Linked DNA regions of Mus musculus: regions 1 and 3 are each linked to region 2. The links are chromatin contacts, called in public HiChIP or PLAC-seq maps. All regions are on one chromosome and are shown on one strand. Each heading gives the region's core, a stretch centred on a gene start, on an enhancer-like site or on the middle of the called end of the contact. The rest is flanking DNA. Distances are from core to core; before and after follow the strand shown. Region 1 has its middle 3.7 kb from the start of Gm29230. Region 2 overlaps Slc7a11 (solute carrier family 7 (cationic amino acid transporter, y+ system), member 11). Region 3 has its middle 19 kb from the start of Gm40044.

Region 1 (4,031 bases), core at 1,316-3,815, 700 kb before region 2:
TGCTGCTGAGCGCTCTCCACAGGCAATCCCTACAGACAGAGTGTTGGGTGCTAACATTGTCTATTGTGAGGAGAGTCAGGTAACACGTTTGGCCATAGATGCATCCTCCCCTGCAGTGCTGAACGACACACTGCCAGGCTTCCACTTACCTTTTAAAAGAGCAGAGGGAGAGAATCTTCTCTTTGTCCTTCCAGCTCCATGGGCCTTGTACATGGGGAACACATGCCCTCATTTCCAGTCTCACTTCCTTGGGTGCTGGCACTCAAAGATGAGCCCAGTCATCTGCAGACATTGCATTGGAACTCACCTCCTGTACTGTCCCCACTGATTCTGCAGAACCAAAGACAAATCTGTAGTTCGGCAGATGAGACTCCATCTTTATGACTGCCCTCATATAACCTAGCCTGTTTCAGTGTTTACTGTGTGTTGGATGCTGTCTCTATAGCCCTTACTTTTCATCCCATCTGACCATCAGCTCTGTGAGGTGGGCGCTGGTATCATTTTACATATATCATAGATGTCTGTTTGGTGTCTGCTAGTGATTCATTTGTGGCTAGAAGAGGAGATGGTTTCCATTGAAGTCCCCACATGGTTCTTTATTTAACCCCTGTTGCCTAGTTAGGTTCTGTTTGGAGACAGGGGCTCACTATGTTTCTCAGACTGCTCTTGAACTCATACTCCTGCTACAGCCTCCAGAGTCTGAGATTATAGGCACGCACTACCATGCTCAACTATTTAACTAGTTTTAGTGGAGTCTTCAGTGTTCAGTGTGGGGTTCAATATGAATATAAAGCATGATACCACTCTACACAGTATCTACGAACTAATAGGCAGATAGGAATAGAACCTGAATATACTGCCTTGTGGAATAAACTTAGGTTTGGCTTTGTGTCTCTTATTAGTTAGTCTTTATGGGTCTAAGAGTCTTTCTCAAAAGTAGGATTAGACTAGATTTCGGGCTACTAACTTTCTCCTGTAGATGGCCATATAATATATATTCTAGCCTTTGTAATTAATATAATCTTTGTCACAACTATTCAATTTTGCTGCTGTACAGAGTCAGAAAAATAACATAACAGAAAGGCACAGCCACATTCAAATAAAACTTTATTGACAAAGACATTTGTAATAAAACTTGAGTAGGTAAGGTGTGACCCATTATCAGCCCCTGGGACAGATGATTTGGGTAGATACCTTGGTTCAGAAAATGCTATAATTTCTCCACATGCCATCTGGATCTTACTGTGGGCGAGTGAGAAGCCATTTCTCTCACTTTCTCTCAGGGTGAGTATTGTTTTTAAGCCACCACTTGGCAGTAGATGTACTCCTGGAGAGGCAATAGAGGGACTTCATCAACATTCTGATTGAAATTGTAATGGGAGCCATGAAAGAAGGTGAGGAATGGGATGGTCTCATTAATCAGAGATGGGCATCACTGTTGCAGTTAGAAGTCTGGCCATTAGCTCAGCAGGACAAGGACGCATCCATGGGGTAGTCTGGAGACATGGATGTCCCAGGAGCATAATGCAAACATAAAAATTTCTTTTTAGAAAGTGTTTATATAACTCCTTATGCAAGCCTTAGGATCCAAGATAATGAAACATAATTCTAATGTTCATGACACGCCTAATATAGTATGATAATTCTACCCAATATAATTCTGATAATACAACAAAAATCTAAACATAATAGGTTACGGTAGGACGTTTTGCCCATGTGGGACCTGTGCCTTGATGGTGTTTTTGCCCTCCATTGACCTCAGTGATGCTGTCTTCAACAGCAGCCTGTTGGTCTCGTTCTCCACCCTCCAAAAGTCCCCCCTCTCCTTTCATGCCTTATTTTATAGATTTGATTTTAATCTCTTTCTATCTAAAATGTACCTACCCAATCTCCATCTGAATACACTCATTTATTATTTCCATATATTTGAATAACTCTCCTACGACTTTGAATGAATGCACAATGTTAGTTCTGTTCCTGCTGAAAGGGACACAGAGAGCTTGTTCAACTGACTTGAGGGATAGTTGAAGGGCTTAGAGTCTAGACAATCCAAGCAGAGAGTGGACATCAGGTGGCAGGTCTGAGCAGGTCTATCAAATAAGGGGCTCATGGGGGCGGGTTTCTGTTGGTACTGCAAGATTCAACTTCTTGTTTGACTAAGCTGTGACTAGGAAAAGCAAACATCTTCCCCAGCAGTCCTGGTGTAGTGTCACTGGTTGTGCCTGGGTTGGCATGGCAGCTTGAACGCTGATGTGGGGCTCTTGGGTGGGGCTGAGATTCTGCAGATGGTAAGGAGTAGGGCCGAGGCTACCCGTGGGATGCTGGGCTGTGTCCACTTGCGTTTGGGTTGCTTCACTGCCAAGTTTTTGTTTGTTTTTGAGATAAGGTTTCCTTAGCCCAAATTCAAACTCATATGCTGCTGAGGACTGTCTTGAACTCCTGACCCCTCCGGTCTCTGTCCTCCACATGCTGGGATTACAGGCATGAGTCACCAAGCCCTGCACAGTCCAGCTTCATCTTTCGGCTGACATTTCCCTGGTAGTCAGATGGTACTGCAAGATTCAACTTCTTGTTTGACTAAGATGTGACTAGGAAAAGCAAACATCTTCCCCAGCAGCCCTGGTGTAGTGTCACTGGCTGTGCCTGGGTTGGCATGGCAGCTTGAACGCTGATGTGGGGCTCTTGGGTAGGGCTGAGATTCTGTGGGTGGTGAGTAGTAGGGCCGAGGCTACCTGTGGGATGCTGGGCTGTGTCCATCAGCAAGAGGCGGATGGTTGTGGGTTAACCAACAGCAGATGTCCAGTACAATGGCACTTTGTGATTTTCAAAAACGCTTTTATGGAAGTGACTCATTTGATTTGATAATTTTATGAGATATGTTTGTCAGCTGTTGTTATTTCCATTTTCAGATGAGGACACAAAGCATGAATCACTCCACTCATTTAAATTCGTGCACTGACAGCAGAGATTGTTTTAACTCTTTTCTCTGAATGGTGTTGACATCTGACCACAATACAGGAAAATATTACCTCAACCTTGGACTAGATCTCTATCAATGCCTCTTAAAGTTGAATTGATATGTTGATTAGTCACAACACACTGGCTTGTACTAGTTTTACAACTAATTAAGACCCTTCTGATCTTTCATGACTTCTAATAAAACATAATATATCTAATTTTGCCCACTTAAATCAAGAAGATGCTTATCTTTGTACTATCTCATATTAAACTCCTTTCATTGCCCTGAACAGGTAAGAAGGCTGGAGTAATCTGGAATTCAGAGCATGAAGTATCTCTTCCAGATTTATGCTTTCTTCAAGCTTAAGAGTCAGGACCTATTTTGTCTCCTAAGTAATTGCTAAGACGATTGAGCAATAAGGTATATGTAATGCTGATTAATGGCCAAGTTCAGTCTGGAATGATGCCCCCAGAGCTAAATCAGAGGGCCATCTCTGCTTACTCAACAGTTTGTCAGCTGTACGGACGGAGGCCAGACTGACCTACTCATGGGGTCATTTCACAGATGGACCATCTTTTCTCCTCCAGCCTCTTTCCTTGTGTTCTTATATAAGCAAAGTTTTCACTGAGAATATCGCCTTTAGAAATGACACCATTGGCCTGAAGTCAAAGGTAGCTATGCCTTTGTGAAATTCCCTCATCATTTGTTCTGGATCAAATCAGGAAAATTGTGGCTACTCAGTTAGTGTTAAATTCCTGTCAAGACACCAGGAAGACACTTAAAACAGGCCTGACAGTCCATGAAAATCTGCTATTAAACAAATTCTACAGCACACATTTTCTTAAGGACTTGATTTTCCTTTTTTTTTTAGATTAGAAAAAGTTAAAATTTGTAACTCAGATGTAAATAGTAAAAGGATCTGGGAATAGGCAAAAAATTGTACTCTGGACCAGTCCAGAGTACAAAATTTGTCCAAATATAAAATTTGTATTTTTTACAGTTATTTGTATGTATGTGTATATGTGTTGTGTGTATGCATGCATGTGTGTGTGTATGCATGTGAATATGTGTC
Region 2 (4,548 bases), core at 1,696-4,195:
TCTACACTTTGCTGTATAATTTTATTTAGTCATGAATTTATTCTGGGAGTAGGCAAGAAATAAAGTATTTACGGGATAAAATGCTTATATTTATGTTTGTGATTGCTTATTACCCTGTATTTTCGAGGCATAAGTTTGCATTTTCCTTCATTTGTTCTATGAGGTTTGGGGGGAAACTTGATCCTTTATATCCTCCTTTCTTTGTTCTTTTTCTGTCCTCCCCATTATACATTCCCATATGTGTTCTTTCTCCTGAGCCTCTTGTGGCCTTCCAGTCTTAATCCTTGCCTGTTAATGCCTCAGGTCTCCTTCCAGGTCTCTGTCTTTTCTTTCTGTTTATGGACTTCTTCTGTGGATGCAGAGAACGAACAGTGAGGCTCAGATGAGATAATGACTGGCTTTGGAGTGTCTCAGCACAACTACATCCAGTGTCCCCACGCTCCACAAGCAGTCGGGGACACATAGGCTAGAACTCCTTGGCATCTTTGTCTGTTCTTTTGTCACAATGTGCTTCTTGTGTCGGTGTGTTCAACTGTGACCCAGAATGGTCATTAGGCGTGAACATGAATCCTTTAAGGACGTTAAGCAGGCTCATCTGGTATTTTCTTCCTGATAAGTTTTTTTTCCTTTTAACTGTCAAATTGCATCTTCTCAGTAGTTTGCTACATCTACCCAAACGTGTTTCTTTTTTATCTTTTAAAAGCCCATTCCCGTGCTTAATGGATAACTAGAGATGTAGCCATACTACACTAAATATTAACGAGGTAAAAATCACTGAAAACAAAAAGTAGGAGATGCATATGAACTCAAACATTGGGAAATTGTCAATGACAGTTATAATTGCCCCCCCCCCTTGCTAAGAGTGTGAGGAAGTACGTAGACATATTAGGCAGTCCAACATTGAGGGGTTGCTTAAGATATTGCTATGACTAAGACTCAGAACATGTGAGTAAGATGTGCACATAAAGCTTTTTAAACTCATTAACATTTGATCTATAATACACAACTAAAGTCTGAAGAATTTAAAAAATTAATAGCAGTGATAATAAAATATATGACAACTCTACAAAAAGTAAGTTGGTGAGTCTAAATGAGAGAGGTAATAATGTTTGAATTATTTCTTGGTTAAATCTGTGAAAAAAAAATCATATAAATCTTTGAAAGTCCCTGCAGGGTCAGTATACAGAAAATCTGAAACAAGTATGTCTCTAAAATAAATAGTTAGAATTGGAAGGTATTTAATATGATTATAAATACTTTATATTGCAATAAAGCATTGCCGCATTTAACTACATAAGAGCCAAGTCTCCCATTTCCCACTTTTTCATCAGACTTTTAAACATCCTTGAGAAACACGAGTTATTTATTTCACATAAAAGCATTGCTATTTTTTTGCTCTTTTTGATCATTCATGATTTTTTAAAAATTTCTTTTGGTGAATGCCAAATTTATGTATTGAAATATTAAATAGAGAGTTGAAACATGAACCACGTAGAAGGTTCCAGAGCATGGGAGAGTAGGTGGGTGGATTTTTTGTTTTTGTTTTTTATGTTTGTTTGTTTTTTAAATGACTGAATTGTTTGCCATCATGTCCAGCTATACAACTCAAACAGAAGAGCGCATCCCTCGAGGACACTGAGTTCTAGGTCCTTGTAGCAGAGATAGCAGACTTGATTCATAACAGTCTTGGAAGACTTTGTTCATGTTATGAAACAACCTTGGACCATCCTAAATTCAAGTGATCAGGGCACTACTCTGGTTATCTGAGAATCAAAACTTCCTTAACTTTGATGTTTCTTTGACCTGCTAAAGCGTCAAGCGAGGTTTACTCACTCTGATTTTACAGCAATAGCTCCTGGTTAAATTGAACTCCTGGAAACTCTCCCTGGAGCTTAAGCACAACATACTTAAGAGCTTCTCCACGTGTGGTGGGTGACAGTCGGTTCGAAGTCACAGACACAGGCATGTGATGTAACAGTTATATAAAACATATGTATCTATGGACCTTGAAGTTGACATAAAATTTATCACTAAGCACCAGATATCATTGGCACAAATGTTGCTCTGGGAGTTCGAAGCACCAAGAGGGCTGGGTTTGGCTTCCAGCTCTCCACGCACTGCTTCTGTGACCTTGTTCCATGTCACTGAACTCTGTGAGCCTTGGCTTCTCTGCCCAGAAGAATATAGAAGTTAACTCTTACAGTTGTGAATTTTATTTATTTTTATGTATCATTCCACATAGATCTGAAATGCCACACTTCCACTTCAATATCAATGGTCTTTGTTGGGCGGGGGCGGGTGGGGGGGACTGGAGGCTATACAGATTTCTAAAAGAGGAAATCTCTACCCATCACCTTTGAAAAGTGAGCCATCACCCATAACAACCAGAAATGGAAAGGAGCTCCCAAGCAGTCATTTCAGAGTTCCAGGTCAGTAGCCTCAAAGAATGAAACATTCTCCTGGGTGTGTGGGCCTGGCTAGAGATGCCAATTTAAATTAAGCAGTGGGGAGACTAAGATGATTTTGACGACAATTTTCAACTAATAAAAATATCAGGTACACATACTTATTGCCCGTTGATCGGAAAAAAGCAGACGAGATGGTGGAAGGCTCTTGAGGATGAAGGAACTCTTCTCAGTAGACTTGTGTTTTGTTCATCATTGACATGTTCGAATACCCGAGAGAGCGGAGGGCTTACGGATGCGCGCTGTTCAAACTTACCACAACGCTGAAGCTGCTGTTTAGGACTGATGGCCAACTCTCAGTAATTTAGAAGCTTTGATATACCCACGGCCTCTCCTCTCTTTCCTCTAATCAATTTCGTTTCCTGTGCTGCTGGCCTTCCTCTTGGGTTTCTAACCACGCTTATCTGCCCTCTGCATCTAAAGCCTCCAGGAAGATCGCTCTGATGTGGCCTAATAGCTTTTATCGGCTCACCCGGAGGTTCTTGTGCTTTGATACTTGTAACCAGGACTTAACCACACGGTGCCCAGCCCCGATCAGGTCAGCTGCTCGCCTTTGTGAAGGATGTTATTTATGCCAAGGCAACCACAAAAATCTGCCCCACCCCCACCCCTTCCCACAAAGTGGAAAGGAACCTGAGGACAGTCAGCAATGCTAGTGACTCTGGAGCCACAGTGTCTCCAGTTCCTGTGGCTTTGTTTGAACTAATTAGAGAGAATCACGGTATAGTGTGCTCCGGATCACAACCTTTCTCTTTTTGTACTCTTATTTCAGGTGCTGCGATTACCCCCCCCCCCCCCAGAGAGCTATCAAAGCACTTTTCTTAATAACTCATTACAACTTATTTGACAAGCACACTGATGCTTCTCCCTTTTATATACAGACACATCTGGAGAAATTCATCAAGTGAACATTTTCCTTTTAAACAACAACAACAACAACAATAATAATAAATGATGAGACCATTCTCCTGGCATTACCAATTGGGCTCTACAGAAACGTGCTAAAAAAAATAAAATCTCTGAATTTTTTTCCCTCCATTTCCAGCAAACCTGTGAGAAATGTACTCTTGATAAAACCTTTTCAGCTAGCTTACTTAATATTCTACGGTTTAATTTTCACAAACATTAGTAGAGCTCAGGAAGCCGTATATGCTTCAGGATTAAAATGCCTTGATTTCAAGTTAGGTCATGCACACATCCAAATCCCGCTTCTACTTTCCAGCATGGGTATCCTTGGACAGGTGCTTAAACCCCAAAGACTTCATTCCTTCATAAATAAAACAGCGCTTATATTTCCAGCTCACAGGATTTTCCAAGGATAAAGTGAGGCAGATATGTAAAATGCTTAACAGAACATTGTGTGTGTGTGTGTGGGGGGGGGGGGGGGCGGGGCGGTGGTGGTGGGCGGAGCAGCCCAATGGCTGGACCAGCTGTTGCTTTGTTTGGTAGTGGCACAGTGAGAAAGCAGGGCTAACCTAGAAGGCTACGTTGGCTAAGCCTGCCCTCTGCTAAGATACTGAAAGCCCCATTGAGGCCCACTCAACCCAAGAAAGGCATGGAGGCTGGCTTCAAGGGCTAGGGGGAGGAGGCTCAGTTCTATGCTGGAGGACCATACTCTCAAGTTTCACATGCATTTCTCTGTTATTTTTTTCAGAATTATATAGTGTGATCTTACTTTTATTATTATTTTTTTTTCTTGCTCAAGTTAGTCATCACACTGTGCTGAGCAAGGCCAATTCAGCTTTTATTAATAGAACCTTGACATACCTTAGTCAACCGTGTGCTTGAAAGAAATGGAGGGTCTGTTTTACCCTTTCTCTGTGTATCCATCTTTCTTTACAGAAAGTGCGTACTCTCCAGGTGGGGCTACTATGCAGGCGGAAAGATCCCAAGTTCAAAATAATTCAGTGAACTGGCTAAGAATGGGCAAGCCTCAGTCTTCCTTCTTACCCCTCTGCTTTGTCATGCGTCCCAGAGACATAGAATTCATCTTTAATTGTTCCACTGCCTTGTATTTCATTGTCTTGGTGACTTTTTTTTTCTTTTGATTTAAATTTAGCACATATCAATTACGGCTAGCAAG
Region 3 (4,118 bases), core at 529-3,028, 810 kb before region 2:
CCCTGACATATGGGCTCCTGGTTTAACAGCAAGCCACCTCAAGAGCAACACTGTATGTAATCCAATATACACAATAAAATATGTGGAAAAGGACTGGTGAGACAGCTCAGCTTGGAGCTTGATGACCCGAGTTCTCAGAGCCACAGAAAGGGAGGAGAGAACTGACTTCTATAAGTTGTTCTCCGATTGCCATGCTCGCTCTATGGCCCTCTCATATTCAAATACACAAGCACTATATATACAAATCTATGTACACACACACACATTACAGCATTCAAAACACTTCTGCATGTACATGTGCACAGAACCACTGTGAGCTGTTAACTATGTCCCCTTCTGATACAAGAGTGAGGAGTCCCACTTCTATAAGGTCCGAGGAGGCATGAAAGGGAGTTTTATGTTTATATTCTAGATGCCCCTACATGGTTAGACTGCTTCCCCCCACCCGCCTTGTGCTCTTCTCTCCTCCCCTCTCTTCCCCTTCCTTTTCCTCCCTTCCACTCCCTCCCTAAGTTTGGACTGAAACCACAGGGCTGACATTCCTGGGTCTCCACCTTGGAGGCAGCACATTGTGGGCATATTACTCTCCACAGCTGGAGAGCTGACGCCTCTTGGTAAATCTCGCCAGAGATCCCCCTGTGTCTCCTCCTATTGGTTGGCTCTTCTGGAGAGCCCTAAGATTTTTCCTTCTCTTCAGAATTTTCCATCCGGGGCTGGAAGAAGGATAGAGGTCAGAAAAATCCAAGTGGTGCAACGGAGACCCAGAAGCACAAGGTCAGAGGCCAGCTGCCCAGTGGACTCATGTACCCTTAGATTGCTAGTACTCAGAGCGGCCCTATATCAACCTCCGCCAAGATCCAGGCAGCTGGCCAAGAGGCAAGGGCAACCTAGGACAGGGCAAAGGGGCAGGCAGCACCTGCCTAAAGGCAGGGCCTACTTGGTCATCTAGATGGTCAAATTATAGGGCTCAGAATAAGGAGGTGCCGTGAAGCCTATCCCTGAACATATGATGCCCAATACCAAAGAACTACAGAGCTGGGATGTAATTTATTATCCCTGTAGCTTTGATAAAGAGCTCACTGAAAGGCCGAAAGCTACCGCAGCGTGGGAGGGAGGATGCCAGAGGGTGGTTGGTCTGAGGACCAGAGCTGAGCAGATTGAGGATTAAACAGAAGTCTTGAAGCTCATATGGGGAAGGGAGATGGAGCCATGATCTATAGATACAAGATGCCCCCCAACTTCTGCTGAGCATACTGGGAGCCAGACAGTAAATGCTAACTTGACTGGGTTTCAAGTGAAGCTTCCTGTCACCGTGGATGCTTGCTTGTACAAGGCCCTAGGTTCAGCTTCCAACACCTTCCCCAGGGAAACATAGCGAGAGCAAAACTGAATTTCCCCTCAAGCGTTAGCCCAAAGCCACCATAGGCAGCCTGCTGTGGACGAGACTGTCACTCTCGAAACTGAGCCAGGTCTGAGTCAGCACAGTTAGTTTACCTTGAACCTTCTCCAAGGTAAAGATGGAACATTTCATGGGTTTCGTACACGGTAATGAAATGCCACGTCTGTGTCCATCCCCAGAAACACTCTTTTTAAAGAGTATTTTCTTTTTAAAACGGCATTTCTCTCCCTCTCTTCTTCCTTTGTTCCCTCCCCTCTCTCCCTCCAACCTTCCCGCCCTTCTCCATAGCTGAGGATGACCCCGTAGCTGAGGCGCTCTGATCCCCAGCTTCTGTCTCCTGAGAGCTGGGACGTCACGTGTTCACCACCACACCTGGCTTATTCAATGCTTGGAGTGGAACATAGGGCTCCGTGCATGCTAGGTGAGCGATCTACCGAGCCCCGTCTCAGTCTTAAAATAGCATGTTCAGTGATTTCTCCAGAATATTGTTGGTTAGCCAGAGCGAGAGGTTTCAGAACCTAGGGATGGGCTCACCCATCTGATAGAGCAGACCATGAGGCTGGCGAGTCCCCAGCCAGTCTGTGCTCTTGTACCACAATAGGTACAGCCTTGGCTTCTTCAGATGGGGTAGCTATGCTCGGCTTCTAATGTCAAACTCCTTGTTACTACGTTCGCGTTTGTCTGTAGGTTACAAGCTCCCAGTCAGGCAGACAGGCCCCTGTCTTGTGAACCTCAGAGTATTTTGTTCTATAACGCTGCAACATGAATCTCTCTCCTAACTCAAGCTTCATAACACCCCTCTCTGGGCGTTTCTGCTCCCCTGACACCCTATTTCTCAGACATCTAAGGATTCTGGGAGTGAGCTAGTCCACCTAGCAGAATCTATTTCTGATCACACAGGGGCTGCCGGAGCTGGTGAAATGTTGCTCAGACACGATTGAAATACAAGTCTCACTCCCTGCCTTGTCAGATGTACAAGTCAATCGTTCCCTCTTGCTCGACTACGCATTGATGGCATTTTCTATCGACCAGAGCTCAGTCCAGCCCGGAGCCTTTAGTACTATACATGACTTTGGCCTTTCTGTATTGGCTGCTGGAGGAGGAGGTGCTCTGGGCCCTGCAGATACAAGGGTCAGGTTATTCACAGCTCTCTTACCTCAGCACTGGCTGTATTGAGAAGTTTTGTTTGCTTTGTTTCCAACCAGATCACCTTAGCTGTTGCCAGAAGGTGTGGATTCCTTCTCATTTTTATGATTGCTGTAGCTTGGTGTGGTCTCATAAACGATAAACTAATGCCACTCTGTAGGTAGTTCTAATTTTACACGTTTGTCAAGCTCTGAGTCATCGGTTCTGTGATTCTGAGCTCCCTTCTTTAAAACAAAACAAAACCCTTGGCTCTTTTGGGAGCCGAGGATGTAGCTCAGTGGTTAGAGCTCCTAGCATGCATGACAACTTGGGTTTGAATCCCGGCACTTGGCAGTCAGAAGCAGAACTTCAAGGTCACTGCCCCCCCCCCCCCACATATATATGGAGTCCTGCATTAGCACTTGAGACTCTGTCTAAAAAAAAAAAAGCAAAATTCTGTTTTCTTCCCGGGGGACAGAGTTTGGGTTGAATTCCCTTCCTTAGAGAGAGGCAGGAGGGAGGGTGGACTGACATTTGCTCCCTTTTGTGTGGGATTGTGGGTGACATGAGGGCACCCTCCCTGCTTTCTCGGTGACCAAACCTGTTTTCCAGGACAGAGCAGCCAGCTTTGGCACACTAGCCGTTTCCAGGGCAGCACAAGAGAAGCTGAGTTAGCTTAGGATGGAAATTCCATTGCTTGTATGGAATTCAGACATTACTGGGTGGGAAATCAGCTAGCTTCAGAAATGAGCACACAAATAGTCATTAGAAAGTGGATAAGGGAATGGGGCCGACATAGGGAGTCTAAGTAACATACACGAGGGCTAGAAGAGGTGACTCAGGGGTTAAGAGGGTGTACTGCCCTTGGAGGGGACCCCAGTTTAATTCCCAGCACCCATGGTCAGCAAGGAGATTACAACTGCCTGTAACTGTAGGTCCAGGAGAACTGATGCCCTCTTCTGGCCTCCTCTGGCACGGCACTCACCTGCATATCTGCACCTACCCAGCATAGCATAATTACAAATAAAATTAAAAACCTAATAGAGATGATCTAGCAATTCTACCCTAGACAATTACCCATGAGAAACAAAACCTATAATCCATACAAAATGTGGATATGGCCGCTCACAGAAACAGAAACGAGTCAAATGTCTGTGGATTAGTGAAGGGGAAATGTGCTCTGTCCTTACAATAGAGCGTTATTAAGCCATCCACAGAGAATGAAGTACCTGATAGGTGTTATAATATGAATGAGGCTTGAAAACATCACGAAAGTCTATTTAAAGGAAATGTCTCAAATCAGCAAGCCCACAGAGACAGGAAACAGATTAGTAGTTGTTTAGGATGGTTTTAAGGGTGATGTGTGTGTGTGTGTGTGTGTGCGCGTGCACGCGTGCACATGGAGATCAGAAGACAACTGTGGGATTTAGTTCTCTCCACTCTGTGGGTCCTGGGGATGGAACTCAGGGGTGAGTTTTTTTTTTTTTTTCCTGAGTGTTTTATCTCAGTATCAGAAAGGGACAAGAAGGCTTGGGCAGCAACGAGTTGAATCTTCCTCTCACTTCTCTTCCTTCTCCTGCTCCTACTCCCTTCC

Evidence for each region. HiChIP or PLAC-seq counts read pairs in DNA pulled down with a chosen protein or histone mark.
Region 1: a contact with region 2 is called in an HNF4G HiChIP or PLAC-seq map of pancreatic cancer cells. The contact joins two enhancer-like sites. A contact is called at or near these places in 1 of 115 datasets of contacts at active chromatin or transcription factors (pancreatic cancer cells) and 1 of 9 other capture datasets (embryonic stem cells).
Region 3: a contact with region 2 is called in a FOXA1 HiChIP or PLAC-seq map of pancreatic cancer cells. The contact joins two enhancer-like sites. A contact is called at or near these places in 2 of 115 datasets of contacts at active chromatin or transcription factors (bone marrow-derived macrophages and pancreatic cancer cells).

What each region holds. Positions count from the first base shown.
Region 1 is chr3:51,091,070-51,095,100 of GRCm38.p6, reverse strand. No RefSeq gene overlaps it. Among named protein-coding and RNA genes, the nearest start is that of Gm29230, 3.7 kb to the right of the region's middle. Within about 2 kb of position 2,565, at least 49 of the 459 cell types and tissues checked have an H3K27ac peak or open chromatin away from gene starts, as enhancers often do. A contact at or near this core is called in pancreatic cancer cells, where this site is marked.
Region 2 is chr3:50,386,893-50,391,440 of GRCm38.p6, reverse strand. The region is part of intron 6 of Slc7a11 (solute carrier family 7 (cationic amino acid transporter, y+ system), member 11); the gene reads left to right. Among named protein-coding and RNA genes, the nearest start is that of Slc7a11, 54 kb to the left of the region's middle. Within about 2 kb of position 2,945, at least 19 of the 459 cell types and tissues checked have an H3K27ac peak or open chromatin away from gene starts, as enhancers often do. A contact at or near this core is called in pancreatic cancer cells, where this site is marked.
Region 3 is chr3:51,199,516-51,203,633 of GRCm38.p6, reverse strand. No RefSeq gene overlaps it. Among named protein-coding and RNA genes, the nearest start is that of Gm40044, 19 kb to the left of the region's middle. Within about 2 kb of position 1,778, at least 45 of the 459 cell types and tissues checked have an H3K27ac peak or open chromatin away from gene starts, as enhancers often do. A contact at or near this core is called in pancreatic cancer cells, where this site is marked.